Regions from separate parts of the Hordeum vulgare genome. Here regions 2 and 3 are each linked to region 1. The links are chromatin contacts, called in public Hi-C and HiChIP or PLAC-seq maps. All regions are on one chromosome and are shown on one strand. Each heading gives the region's core, a stretch centred on a gene start, on an enhancer-like site or on the middle of the called end of the contact. The rest is flanking DNA. Distances are from core to core; before and after follow the strand shown.

Region 1 (4,144 bases), core at 451-2,950:
CCATCGGCTAACCGAATCCCATGGCATATTTGCCGGTTCCCAACCCAAAGAGGAAGATTTTTTGTATCTGGTGCTAGTTTTGGATGGGTGTGTTGAGGTACTCTGCGTGCTTGGGGTGAGCCTAAGAATGAAACACAACATAGTGTTTAGTTAGAATGGCATGTTGCATAGGCTTAACTAGGTGGTTAGTTAGAATTGGCATGGTTTGTGAGCGAACCGTGGTGTGGCCTTGGTAGTGCCCTCCCTCTGAAAGGATCGAGCAACTGTCCTCATCCCACGAAGCTCCGCTCAAGTCTCTCAGCTTGGAAACTATGATCCACCGCGATCTCCACTTCCCGAGGTGGTTGTAGACCTGGGTGAAGGTGACCTTCTATCTACAAAACTCGAACACCTGCTTTGCAACAACATTCAAGCGCACCTCCTCGAAGCCCTTGCTAGTCCTCACCCCACTAGCTATGATCTCACACACCTCGTTAAGCACGAACGTCAATAGGAACGATTAACATTTCATGGAGTCCCCCTACCATCCTTCTTATCCTCTACGATTGACTTTTGAGTAGCAACACAAGTTGCATCATTGGCTGAGCCAACACAAATGCCAAAGCCACAAATTGTGGAACCGTACCCGACACCCCAAAAAATTCCAAACCAGTAGGCAACTGGGCGATGGGAGGTTGGGATTCCTCGACGTACAATGTCGAGAATTGGTTCTAGGGCGAGACAAGGGCCCGACTAAACTCTTCTGTGCTCATTTCCTACAAGCGTAAGCATTAGCAAGAGCACAACACACTACACATGGACAATAGTAACTAAGTAAACGTGAACAATATGAACGAACACTACATATGGAAAAATCAAACGAGCACTACCACATACACATCAGCTCAAATCATAACAAGGACTCCAACAAAAGTAGCAAACATACTTGCAGTGTCATACTACACATTAAGCATACTAGTAATCTATCCATCACCACTAGCTACCAGAACATTACACTCACAGAGATTAACGATGTACAATGGTACAACATGGTCATAGATCTAATCGTACCACATGCTCACAAATCTAGCTATACATAGTAGAGAGAAGGGGGTGAATGGACTCACACATGTCATCGAGCAACCGTGAAGGAGGCACTGAACACGTCGGAGAACAGGAGTCGAATTGCTGCCGCCGTCAACCGGTAGCCGGAGCAGCAATATCGCTTACCTCGTCGTCGATGTTGATCCGTGTCGGAAGGAAAGCTCGAGAGGGAAAAAATGATGTGAGGAGTTTTGGCATTATGGTGACGCTTGCTACATAGAACATACGAATCGGTGAACGATGACGCCAGTACCTCCCGCCGCTTTTTTGAAGATGCACGCGAGCTCCCGACATGTCCGTGCCCGCGCCATGTTCCCCTCTCATGCATGAGTCGGATCTGAATGGATGAAAACGATAGATTTGACCGTTCCTAATGGACGTGAGTGAGAGATGCTTTGAGGATTCAATGGGGCCAAGATTCTTACGCAGGCCACGCAACAAAATATGATGTTTATTCCGCGCGGGACTGATTAGGCTTGACACGTCCTAAAGCGCTGGTTTTGAAGGCCCACACTAGCCCAGTCCACGTTGCAACGCGGCGTGATCATGTATCTAAATGGGCATTACCTGAAGGACCAAAATATAAGAAAGCCCTCAAATAAGTGGAACCCCAGAACCCTAACCAGACTCTTTTCTATCCTCTCACCACTCGCGCCTCTCTCGCCCTTCCCGCCGCCGCCGCCGCCGCCGCTCCCCTCGCCGCAGCAGCAGCCGCAGCCATGGGGCGCATGCACAGTCGCGGGTAATCCCCCCTCCCGCCCCCCGCACTGCTAACATAAGCCGGTGAAATTTCTGGTCTAATGGCGGCTCCGCGACTCTGTGACGCAGGAAGGGCATCTCGTCGTCGGCGCTGCCGTACAAGAGGACTCCACCGAGCTGGGTCAAGACCGCCGTCGCCGATGTAAGAAGAAGCCGCGCCTTCTCTTCGCTCCCCTCGGTTCGATGTGATATGGCTGTTGATTCGTGCGTCGGGCTCGTGTGCAGGTGGACGAGTTAATCACCAAGGCCGCGAAGAAGGGCCAGATGCCGTCGCAGATCGGCGTCCTGCTCCGTGACCAGCACGGCATCCCCCTCGTCAAGAGCGTCACCGGGAGCAAGATCCTTCGCATCCTCAAGGCCCATGGTCAGGATAGATTAGATACCCACCTCTTCTTTCTCAGATTGCTCCACGTGTTGATGAGTGTATTGATTGTGTGAGTTTTGGTGCGCAGGGCTGGCACCAGAGATCCCGGAGGACCTCTACTTTCTGATCAAGAAGGCGGTGGCGATAAGGAAGCACCTGGAGAGGAACAGGAAGGACAAGGACTCTAAGTTCAGACTCATCCTTGTGGAGAGCAGGATCCACCGCCTCGCTCGCTACTACAAGCGCACCAAGAAGCTCCCACCCACCTGGAAGTAGTAAGTCACTCACTTCCAGTGCCATTAATCTTTCTTCTGATATATTTTCGATGAATTGTGAGGTTTTATCAGTTTAGTAGGCAATGTACAGCGAACAGTTAGTTGTATGTGTGCCACCTGCTACATACGAGCTGTAGAATGTGTGCTACATATAGCTTGTTGAGTAGGGAGTATGCGTTAGGTACTAAGTAAATGTGACATTGTATTATAAATGTATGCCACTTGACCCTGTATTTAGATGCTAATATGTTGTCTGTTCTGGCCTTCTGGGACATAGATATTATAGAGAAATGGGATCGGAAGCTAGTCAGTTGTGATTGTGCCATTAATCTTTCTTCTCATATAGCTCGGTGAATTATGAAGCCTAATGAAGTTAGTAGGCAATGTACTGTGAACAGTTTGTTGTATGCGCATCACTTTCTACATAGGAGTTGTTAGAATGTGTGCTACATATAGCTTGGTGAGTAGGGGTACGTGTTAGGTACTTCAGATGTGTCTTTTAAATGTGATATTGTGTCGTCAATGCATGCCGCTCGGCCTTTATTTAGATGCTAGTCTGTTGGCTGTTCTGTTCTTTCTGAGAAAAGAATTTAGAGAAATGCGATCCTAAGCTACTTAGTTATGCCTGTGGTTAAGCTTAGTTATGTTTGTGGTGGATATGCTGCTAATTGGTGCTTGTAAGGCATTCCCGTACCGACACTGTAGTGAACACTGCTGTTTCAGTTTGCACCCTTTGACTTGTAAAGATTGATTTTATGAAGTCATGGTAGAGCCAATTTGGATAGTTTTTATGATATAAATGTAAAACACCTATGTATTTTGTGTCTTATTAAATAACTTCAATTTGCCAGCATGATAATGTATACCCTTCTTTTGTACTCCCTCCGTCCGGACGGAGGGAGTAGCTTGGATATGAAATAGGAATTTGATGAAGATCACAATGCTTATTTTAAAGAGAAATTAGAACAACCCAACTGAAATGTTTGCAGTTTTGGAAAAATGCAACTGATTATGAGACTGACATGTCCGTCCCTATCCTGCCAATGGGTGTCTGGGTGACACATACAATGTGTTCTTCAAACTGCATCATTTCTACAATTGCATTTATCTTATTTAAATTAATATCTCAGTTGGTCTGTTCTGTTGGTTGAAGCATGTCATTCTGAAGTAAATATATAATGATGAAATTGCATTTAAATTTTGAATCTACTCCCTCCGTTCGCAAATATAAGATGTTTTCGATATTTCAATATGGACTACATACGGACTGAAATGAGTGAACATACACACCAAAATGTGTCTATATACATCTGGTTTGGAAAAAATCTAGAACATCTTATATTTATGAACCGACGGAGTAATACTGTAGCAAAGATTACCGAGTTGAGAAAATCATTGTTTATCTGATGTACCGAGCAATATCTGCCGTTTATGAGGGTGCATTTTAGTTTTTTAAAATACAAATGATAATGGTACCACAGTTTAACTAAAACATGAAAATTGCATCTATGTAATGTAAACATTATTGTTGTTGAACCGAAGGCAGCTCAATGATAATGGTACGACAGTTTATATTGACTGTCCTTTCATTTGTTGTATTGCCTGGATGAATTTTGTACATAGATCAGACTGCTTTTTGTCGTACACAAAGCATTTCCGTTGG
Region 2 (4,113 bases), core at 845-3,344, 450 kb before region 1:
GTACTCGCGGCGATTCAAATCGCGGAAGATCCGGTCCAAGCGCCGAATGGACGGCGCCTCCGCGTTCCACACACGTACAACCCGGGGATGTCTCCTCCTTCTTGATCCATCAAGGGGGAAGGAGAAGTTGAGGGAGAGCTCCGGCAGCACGACGGCGTAGTGGCGGTGGAGCTCGTGGTTCTCCGGAGAGCTTCGCTAAACACTACAGAGGAGGAGGAGGTGTAGGAGGGGGAAGGGCTGCGCCAGGGGTAAGCGGTAAGCTCCCATGTGCCTCCCCACTATATATAGGGGTGGAGGGGATGGTTTCTTGCCCTCCAAGTCCATTGGGGCGTTAGCAAAGGTGGGAGGAAAAAAAATCCCATCCTTTCCCTTGCTCACCGATTGTTATCCCCCTTTTTAGGGATCTTGATCTTATTCCTTCAGGATATGATCCTATTCCTTCTAAGGGGGGTGTTGGTGCGCCTTGAACAGGGGTGTGGGGCCTTGACCCCACTACCCACGTTCATGTAGGTCCCCCCATACAGGTGGGCCCCACTCCGGAACCTTCTAGAACCTTCCCGATACAATACCGAAAAATCCCGAACATTTTTCGGTGGCCAAAATAGGGCTTCTCACATATAAATCTTTACCTCCGGACCATTTCGGAACTCCTCGTGACGTACAGTATCTCATACGGGACTCCGAACAACTTTCGGTAACCACATACAATTCCCATTACAACTCTAGCGTCACCGAACCTTAAGTGTGTAGACCCTAGGGGTTCGGGAACCATGCAGACATGACCGGGACACCTCTCTGGCCAATAACCAATAGCGGGATATGGATACCCATATTGGCTCCCACATGCTCCACGATGATCTCATCGGATGAACCACGATGTCGGGGATTCAATTAATCCCGTATGCAATTCCCTTTGTCCATCGGTATGTTACTTGCCCGAGATGGCTACACGATCTTGTGCTATGCTTAGGATTGGGTCTTGTCCATCACATAATTCTCCTAATGATGTGATTCCATTATCAACGACATCCAATGTTCATGGTCAGGAAACCATGACCCTCTATTGATCAACGCTAGTCAACTAGAGGCTCGCTAGGGACATGGTGTGGTATATGTATTCACATATGTATTACGGTTTCTGGTTAATATAATTAAAGCATGAACAATAGACAATTATCATGAAGAAGGAAATATAATAATAACCAATTTATTATTGCCTCTAGGGCATATTTCCAACACCCTTTGTGGGTGAAGCCCTCCATGGACTCTCGCAGTCGTTACCCTCCATGGGTTGAAGTCACCACCTATCGAAACCATGTCAAAAATCGTCGTGTCAACCTCTTTGCGTTTGATCTTCTAAACTCTACTCCTTACTACGTGTGCAATGTCTTAATTTCCTTTTTAATCTTTCCTTTTTTTTCAATGTCTTTAGTTTCCGCTGTCATATACTTCCTCCATTCCTGAATATAAGTCTTTTAAGCGATTTCACTAAAGGACTACATACAAAGCAAAATGAGTGAATCTACACTCTAAAGTATGTCTATATACATCCGTATGTAGTCCTCTAGTGCAATCCCTAAAAAGACTTATATTATGAAACAGAGAAAGTATGTTAACTAGCATGTGTAGGATGTATTAGACTTGTTAGAATTGCTAAAATCTGACAACAATAAAATTAGAACAAGACTAGGATTTTAATCTTGTCAAGTAGTATATTCACCCCCCCCTCTACACACATCTTCTACCGATCCCTGAGTCCCTTTCCTAACCAGGGGCCGGGGCACCCCCCCCCCCCCCCCCCCCGGCGCCGTGGGTCCATGGACAATGGACAAGCGGGGTGAGGTTCAAATTAGGCAAGGCAATAACTCAGTTCAGTTTGTTTTTTAGGGAATCCTGCAAGAAGAATTTGGGTTGGGTTAAAACGTGAGGGGACATGGGCCGATTCTAATCGCATTTCTCGGATGATCCTTACGCAGGCCAAGGCCGTATCCGCGCCGTCCGTTCCCTAGAGAGAAAGTAGCCCAAAAGCCCACCTCCCTGCAGCACGACGATGAAAACAATCGATCACGGCACCACGGCCACTAACCCCACGTTTCATTTCTCCCCTCTCACATGCTCCTCACCAACAAATCAATCAAACGCGGACTTCTTCCCTGAGACGCACGCACCGCACCTCACCGCCCCGCGTCGCGAGATCTCACATCCGCGATCCGACCCGACCGGCAGCGATGGCCGGCAAGGAGCTGAGCGAGGAGCAGGTTGCGTCGATGCGGGAGGCCTTCTCCCTCTTCGACACTGACGGCGACGGCCGCATCGCCCCCTCGGAGCTCGGCGTCCTCATGCGTTCCCTGGGTGGGAACCCGACGCAGGCGCAGCTCCGCGACATCGCCGCCCAGGAGAAGCTCACGGCCCCCTTCGACTTCCCGCGCTTCCTCGACCTCATGCGCGCCCACCTCCGCCCTGAGCCCTTCGACCGCCCGCTTCGCGACGCCTTCCGCGTCCTCGACAAGGACGCATCGGGCACCGTCTCCGTCGCGGACCTCCGCCACGTCCTCACTTCCATCGGCGAGAAGCTCGAGCCGCACGAGTTCGACGAGTGGATCCGCGAGGTCGACGTCGCCGCGGACGGCACCATCCGCTACGACGACTTCATCCGCCGCATCGTCGCCAAGTAGTGGATTGATCCGTCTCCCAGCCTGCTCAGACTTCTTCGTATTTAATAACTCTTTCTTCGCGTGATTTTATTTCGTATCATCTGATCTGGTCTGCTGCGCTTCTGTTTTGTGCTTTGGTTTCGGTGTGGTTCCCCAACTACCCTAGGGTTTGGATAAAAATGGTGTGATTATGGATTAATGGATCTGTCGGATGGTATTGCAATGTAAAGCGTGGATCCTGTTACTTTCTATGATTGATTGATTGCTTAATCAGAAACCAGTGAAATGCGCTAGTTTATGCATTTATGTTTATACATCTTATAATGTGTTCCTTGTAATTGATCGCATCCTATAATTTCTGATGCTAGCAGAGGAGAACTGGATTTATTATGGAGTTGTAGGACCTCTACTGTTGGCATAATTTGTTTCTGCCGGGAGGGTCGTTCTTGTTTCAGTTGATCGGTTATTAACACGGGGCTGTTGACACTTGACAGGCCTCTCTTGAATTTATTGCCACACAACAATAAGGTTCTTCTATGATATACTGATACATGTTGAAAGCGATCACGCGATCCAATCTATGGTTCAGTTCACCTACAATATCAGAAACTCTATCTAGTTTTGCTGGGTCATTTATTGTTCTTTGTTTTGCTGTACTCAGGTCCCATTGTTCGCCTTTTTCACAGTAAGTTTATAGTGTAACCCTATGAGTTCAATATGATGTCATGCCTGCTTTAAATCTTATACTTGGGACTGTATGGTTCTGGATCAAATTTAGGCATATAATAGAGCAGCAGAACTATAATCTAATAATATCTGCAAAAAATATTTCACAAGCCAGCATTTTCAGTTTACCTGCAACATTACGAATTTGTTATGGTTTCACTGGAGCAACCTTATATCGTAATCAGACAGTAATGATATCAGTTCTTTTGGATGAGTTGTTTTAGTAACCAATAGATCTTTTATGCTTAGAAGAGTTCAGTCTACTCGTCAACTTACCATTTGTTCATACATATTCCTTGTCACTGGAAGTTTCTGGACTCCATATCTGCCACTCATTGTATGAATGACACCTGGGGCAGTGCCGTAATGTCATTGACACGTGTTGGAATCATGTAAATTTCCAGTGGCATATAAGGAATTGTATTTCCAGATTGGTATATGTTCTCTCGTAGCTTGTCCATGCTCATCAATATTGCCATGATCCATGAACAACCTCAGTAACTTCTAACCTAAATCCTCTGTCCATATGGCTTGATTTGTATAACTTCTAACCTACATGCTTTTGCGTTCGTCGACTACTTTTTGTCAAGGTATACTGCCTTTTGTTGTTAGTCTACACAAGGTCAGCCGCACGATGTTCTTTTTGTGGATAGCATTATGTATACTCCCCAACTACAATTATTTAGGTACAGAGGAAGTACATCAGATGCAATGTATGAATCCTTGTGTTGAG
Region 3 (4,183 bases), core at 556-3,055, 460 kb after region 1:
GCATAGGTATTAATACTTTTGCAGCAGCAGTTTTTGTGTATTGATGTGTATGTTGAACGTTTTTAGCGAGGATTTAATTCTGTATATTTATATAGGATCGTAATTGCTTAAGATATATTTGTATTACATTAATTATTTTCTTGTGGTTTGCGATCTTTATTTTGATGCAATTTTTTTGTTTTATTTTTTGGAAAATTTGGGGTGTTATGGGCCACATAATAGTAATTTTGTAATTTATGTGTATTATTGTAATTGGGCTGATATGGGCATGTTTAGCTATTAATACTTTTGCGTCAGCATTTTTTGTGTATTGATGTGTATGTTGAACGTTTTTAGTGAGGCATTAATTTGGTATTGATCTAGGATAGGAATGGTTGTAGGTTTTGCATTAGCATTTGTAACTTTGTTGACCTTTGTATTTATGAACAGTAGTTATAAGTAGAGGGACGTTAGTAGCTTACTTGCTCTATATATATACCATCCTTTGTGTTTGTTTTGATGTTGGTGTATGCAGTTCTTAGTTTGTGAGCTGGACTTAATTCTTTTTCAGTTGTGTTGGTTGTAGGTACGATTATATTTGTTAAACTTTGTTGTCTTTAATTCTTTATTTTTTTGAATAATGAATAATAGTTGTATGTTAAATTTGTTGAAATTTATTGTGTATTGTAGGTTTGTTGTTCGAATAAATTTAGCGTGAATGGATGGTGTTGAAACAGGTAATATAAATTTATTTGTTTAATTATGTATGTTTCATTTGTGTAGTTGCATATATTTTGTAGATAACGTATGGAAAATATGAATTTTTTTGACACTGGATGGGCTGAGAAAATAGGCCCATTTCACCAAATAACACGGTTTCGGCCACCGGAGCAGCGGCCCATTAGGACAGTCGGGCCGATGATGAAAAAGTGTGCTGGAGGTGACGGTATACATCACATCCAACGGTTAGAAACGACCCGATCATCAAAATGAACGGCTAAAAAAGCAAAACGCTGCGAGGGCTCGCTTTAGGTTCAGTCTTGCCCATTAGGACAGTCGGGCCGATGATGAAAAAGTGTGCTGGAGGTGACGGTATACATCACATTCGACGGCTAGAAACGACCCGATCATTAAAATGAACGGCTAAAAAAGCAAAACGTTGCGAGGGCTCGCTTTAGGTTCAGTTTTAATGTCCTAAATGACATTGTCCTTAGGGATCACTGTGGCACATCTCTAGCTGGCCCGTACCATTTTTCGCAGCCCGTCATTCGTCATGCGCTTGCGAAGATAATACAATGCACGTGATTAGTAATGAACATAAGTGAGGCTTGTTTTGTTTGAGCTTCAAGCATCAAACTCAACTTTGCCAGCGAAGCTGAATCAGCAATAAGAAACAAACATCTATTTTGAATCAACTTTGCTAGTGAAATCAGTTTTGTTAGTGAAACTGAATTTAAAATCTACTCGCTCCTTACCTAAATATAAGTCTTTTAAGATATTTCACTAGGTGTCTACGTACTGAACAAAATAAGTGAATCTATACTTTAAAATATGTCTATATACATCCGTATGTAGTTCGTTAGTGAAACATCTAGAAAGACTTATATTTAGAAACGGAGGGAGTAAAACAAATAACTACTTTAAATCAGCTTTGCCAGCGTCACTGAATCTGGATTTGGGGGCATTTTAGTGCAATTTGTTGAAGCACCTCAAAGCATACTTTCATGAATTAGCTTTGCGACCGAGGGAAATCCCAAATAGGCAGACATACAGCGATACAGGTCGAATACCGTACACGCGTACATCGCACGGTCGCACCGAGCCCGAATGCCCGAACATCAACGACACGAATCACCGTCGTCTTCCTCCGCCTCCTCCTCCAAGCAAACGGAAGCCCCAAACCCAACTCGCCTCTCCTCTCCTCACACTCCCTTCCCTCCACGGCCTCGCCCCCTCCTCGACTCCATCCCTCGCCTCCTTGCCCTTTCCTCTCCCGCCCCATGGGAGCGCGGGCTCGCTAGGGAGACTCCTCCTCCCCCTCCGCCGCCGCCATGTTCGAGGGGGTGGTGAGCCAGGTGCTCGCCGGCCTGCTCGGCCGCTACGTCAAGGGCATCCAGAAGGAGCAGCTTAAGATCGGCATCTGGAACGGTTCGTACTCGATCCCCTCCCAAGAGCACTAGCGAGTAGAGACCACGCCCCCGCGTTCCGCTACTTGGGGTTGGCCCAATCACCCGCGAGCCAGCGCTTGTCCTAGTCCCCGCTGTTCTCCAATTCGTCGCCCCTCGGGCTGCCGCAGCAGTAAATTTTCTGGTTAATTCCATGGCTGCGTTTAGTGCTCCAGATGTTTGAGTTTTGATTGAGGCGTGACTGGCATTGGGTTTGATCGTACTGGTATTTGTATGTGCACGGTTTGTATTGATTCCGTTGTTACGCCTGTTTATGCTTTGCATCGGTGATGGATACTGATATACATACTGCCAATTAACTCTTCTTAGGACTGTTAACATTCTGCGCCTTAGCTCTTCTGGATTGTGCTGTCTCTCTGATCCTGATGGTGGCTAAGCTTTTGATGACTAAACTTTGTGCAGAGGAAATAAATTTGGAAAATGTAGAGCTCATTCTGGAAGCCTTCGACTACCTGCAGTTGCCTTTCGCACTCAAGACTGGTATGATCTATTGTCCCACTCAGACTTCTTTGGCTGGATGCTATCAACGCTCTTTTTGCTATTTTGTCACGCCTAGGTAAAACTATGTGTTATGGTAGGTCAGTAAGTTTCCATTCTGCTGTTCCCACAGGACGAATCGGGAAGCTAAGCATAAAGATTCCATGGAAAAAGCTTGGATGGGACCCTATAATTATTGTGATAGAAGATGTGTTTGTATGTGCATATCCACGGGAGGATTCTGAGGCACGTCACTGAATCTGGTTTTACATTGTTCAATTAGCTTGCAAATGGTGTTTACCCCGTGTTGACCCAATAAATACGCTGTTTTTTTATCAGTGGGGATCCGAGTCAGTTGGTAAGAGAGAACTAGCTGGAAAATTGGCTAAACTTAATGCTATAGAGCTCGCCAAATTTTCCAGAAGAGTGACAGGTCAGTCTCGATTTCTGTGCTCTTCTTCATTTTTTTTGCAAATTTCAGAGATCAATTTGTCACTGCAATTCACTTCAATATCGACATGCTAACTTCAGCCGTTTGTGCTAGACTGCTAGTGGTAACTTCAGGTTTCATGTCCTTACTGTTTTTGTTTATCTTCTTGCATGTGCATTAGCATGCATTATATAAAAATCCGCAATCTATAGGTACATATGCTAACTACTAAATGTGTAGATCAGTGTCACCAAGATACAAACACACATTCCGAAGACATTTTTATCTATCAGATTGTATGAGTATCTGAAGGCTGCCAGTCATGAACTAGCTGTTACCAATTCCTAACACTTACTTGCTTATGTTTATCATACTGTTAATACAACATTTGCAAATTGCATGTTTATTTATCTGAGTTAACACACTGAAAGGTATTCCTGAAAACCCTAATTCTTTTGACTTCTAGATAACCAAACGGGGCAATCACTTCTATCCTACATGTCAGCAAAGGTAACAAGCTTACAATTTTATTCTTTGAACAGTAGTAACATTGATGTGCCAAAAAACTCATAATTTTGCTCCGTTTGGCAGATACTGGACAATATCCAAGTTTCCATACGAAATGTTCACATCATATATGTTGAATCCCACAACGATCAGGTACGCAAGTTTATATCATATATTCAAGTACGCTTTTGGTGCCAGCTGAAAAAAGTTAGAAAGTATTCCACACTAATAATTACCCATCTTTGGGCATGCTATGTTATCATGTGGACAGTTAGTTTTAATTTGTATTGATCAGATTTTGAGGCACTTATGGTGGTGGACTATTTCTTGTATTATTTTATGTCCATGAAGAGACAATCTCCAAAACTCATCCACACCCCCCTCTATGTCTCCATAGTTCTTGTCCATCAAATTATCATCCCTTTTTCTTTATTTTTACCTAGTGTTTGGAATTACACTGCTCAATTTTCCTCTTCCAAATATCATTTAATGGTCTATTTTTGGAATTGTAGAACTCAGTGGTAGATTTGCAGAGGCATACCTGCTATTTCTAAAGCGTAAAGGTTAAGCAGTATTTTAGTGTTGCCACATTTTGCACCTTGTT

What was found. A called contact is a pair of places that touch in the nucleus more often than the background predicts. HiChIP or PLAC-seq counts read pairs in DNA pulled down with a chosen protein or histone mark.
Region 2: a contact with region 1 is called in a Hi-C map of seedling, with 3 times the contacts expected there. The contact joins the promoter of LOC123412145 here to the promoter of LOC123407256 in region 1. A contact is called at or near these places in 2 of 6 Hi-C or Micro-C datasets (leaf and seedling) and 1 of 1 datasets of contacts at active chromatin or transcription factors (embryo).
Region 3: an H3K4me3 HiChIP or PLAC-seq map of embryo shows a contact between it and region 1, with 4 times the contacts expected there. The contact joins the promoter of LOC123408636 here to the promoter of LOC123407256 in region 1. A contact is called at or near these places in 3 of 6 Hi-C or Micro-C datasets (leaf and seedling) and 1 of 1 datasets of contacts at active chromatin or transcription factors (embryo).

The regions. Positions count from the first base shown.
Region 1 is chr7H:422,006,626-422,010,769 of MorexV3_pseudomolecules_assembly, forward strand. LOC123407256 (40S ribosomal protein S13-1) reads left to right here and starts at 1,701. Exons shown (of 5, transcript XM_045100350.1): 1 at 1,701-1,825; 2 at 1,912-1,984; 3 at 2,068-2,206; 4 at 2,295-2,481. The coding sequence starts at 1,803.
Region 2 is chr7H:421,558,454-421,562,566 of MorexV3_pseudomolecules_assembly, forward strand. It overlaps LOC123412145, which reads left to right and starts at 2,095. Exons shown (of 6, transcript XM_045105095.1): 1 at 2,095-2,671. The coding sequence starts at 2,229.
Region 3 is chr7H:422,465,687-422,469,869 of MorexV3_pseudomolecules_assembly, forward strand. It overlaps LOC123408636, which reads left to right and starts at 1,806. Exons shown (of 47, transcript XM_045101698.1): 1 at 1,806-2,127; 2 at 2,568-2,645; 3 at 2,776-2,888; 4 at 2,982-3,075; 5 at 3,539-3,582; 6 at 3,664-3,732. The coding sequence starts at 2,031.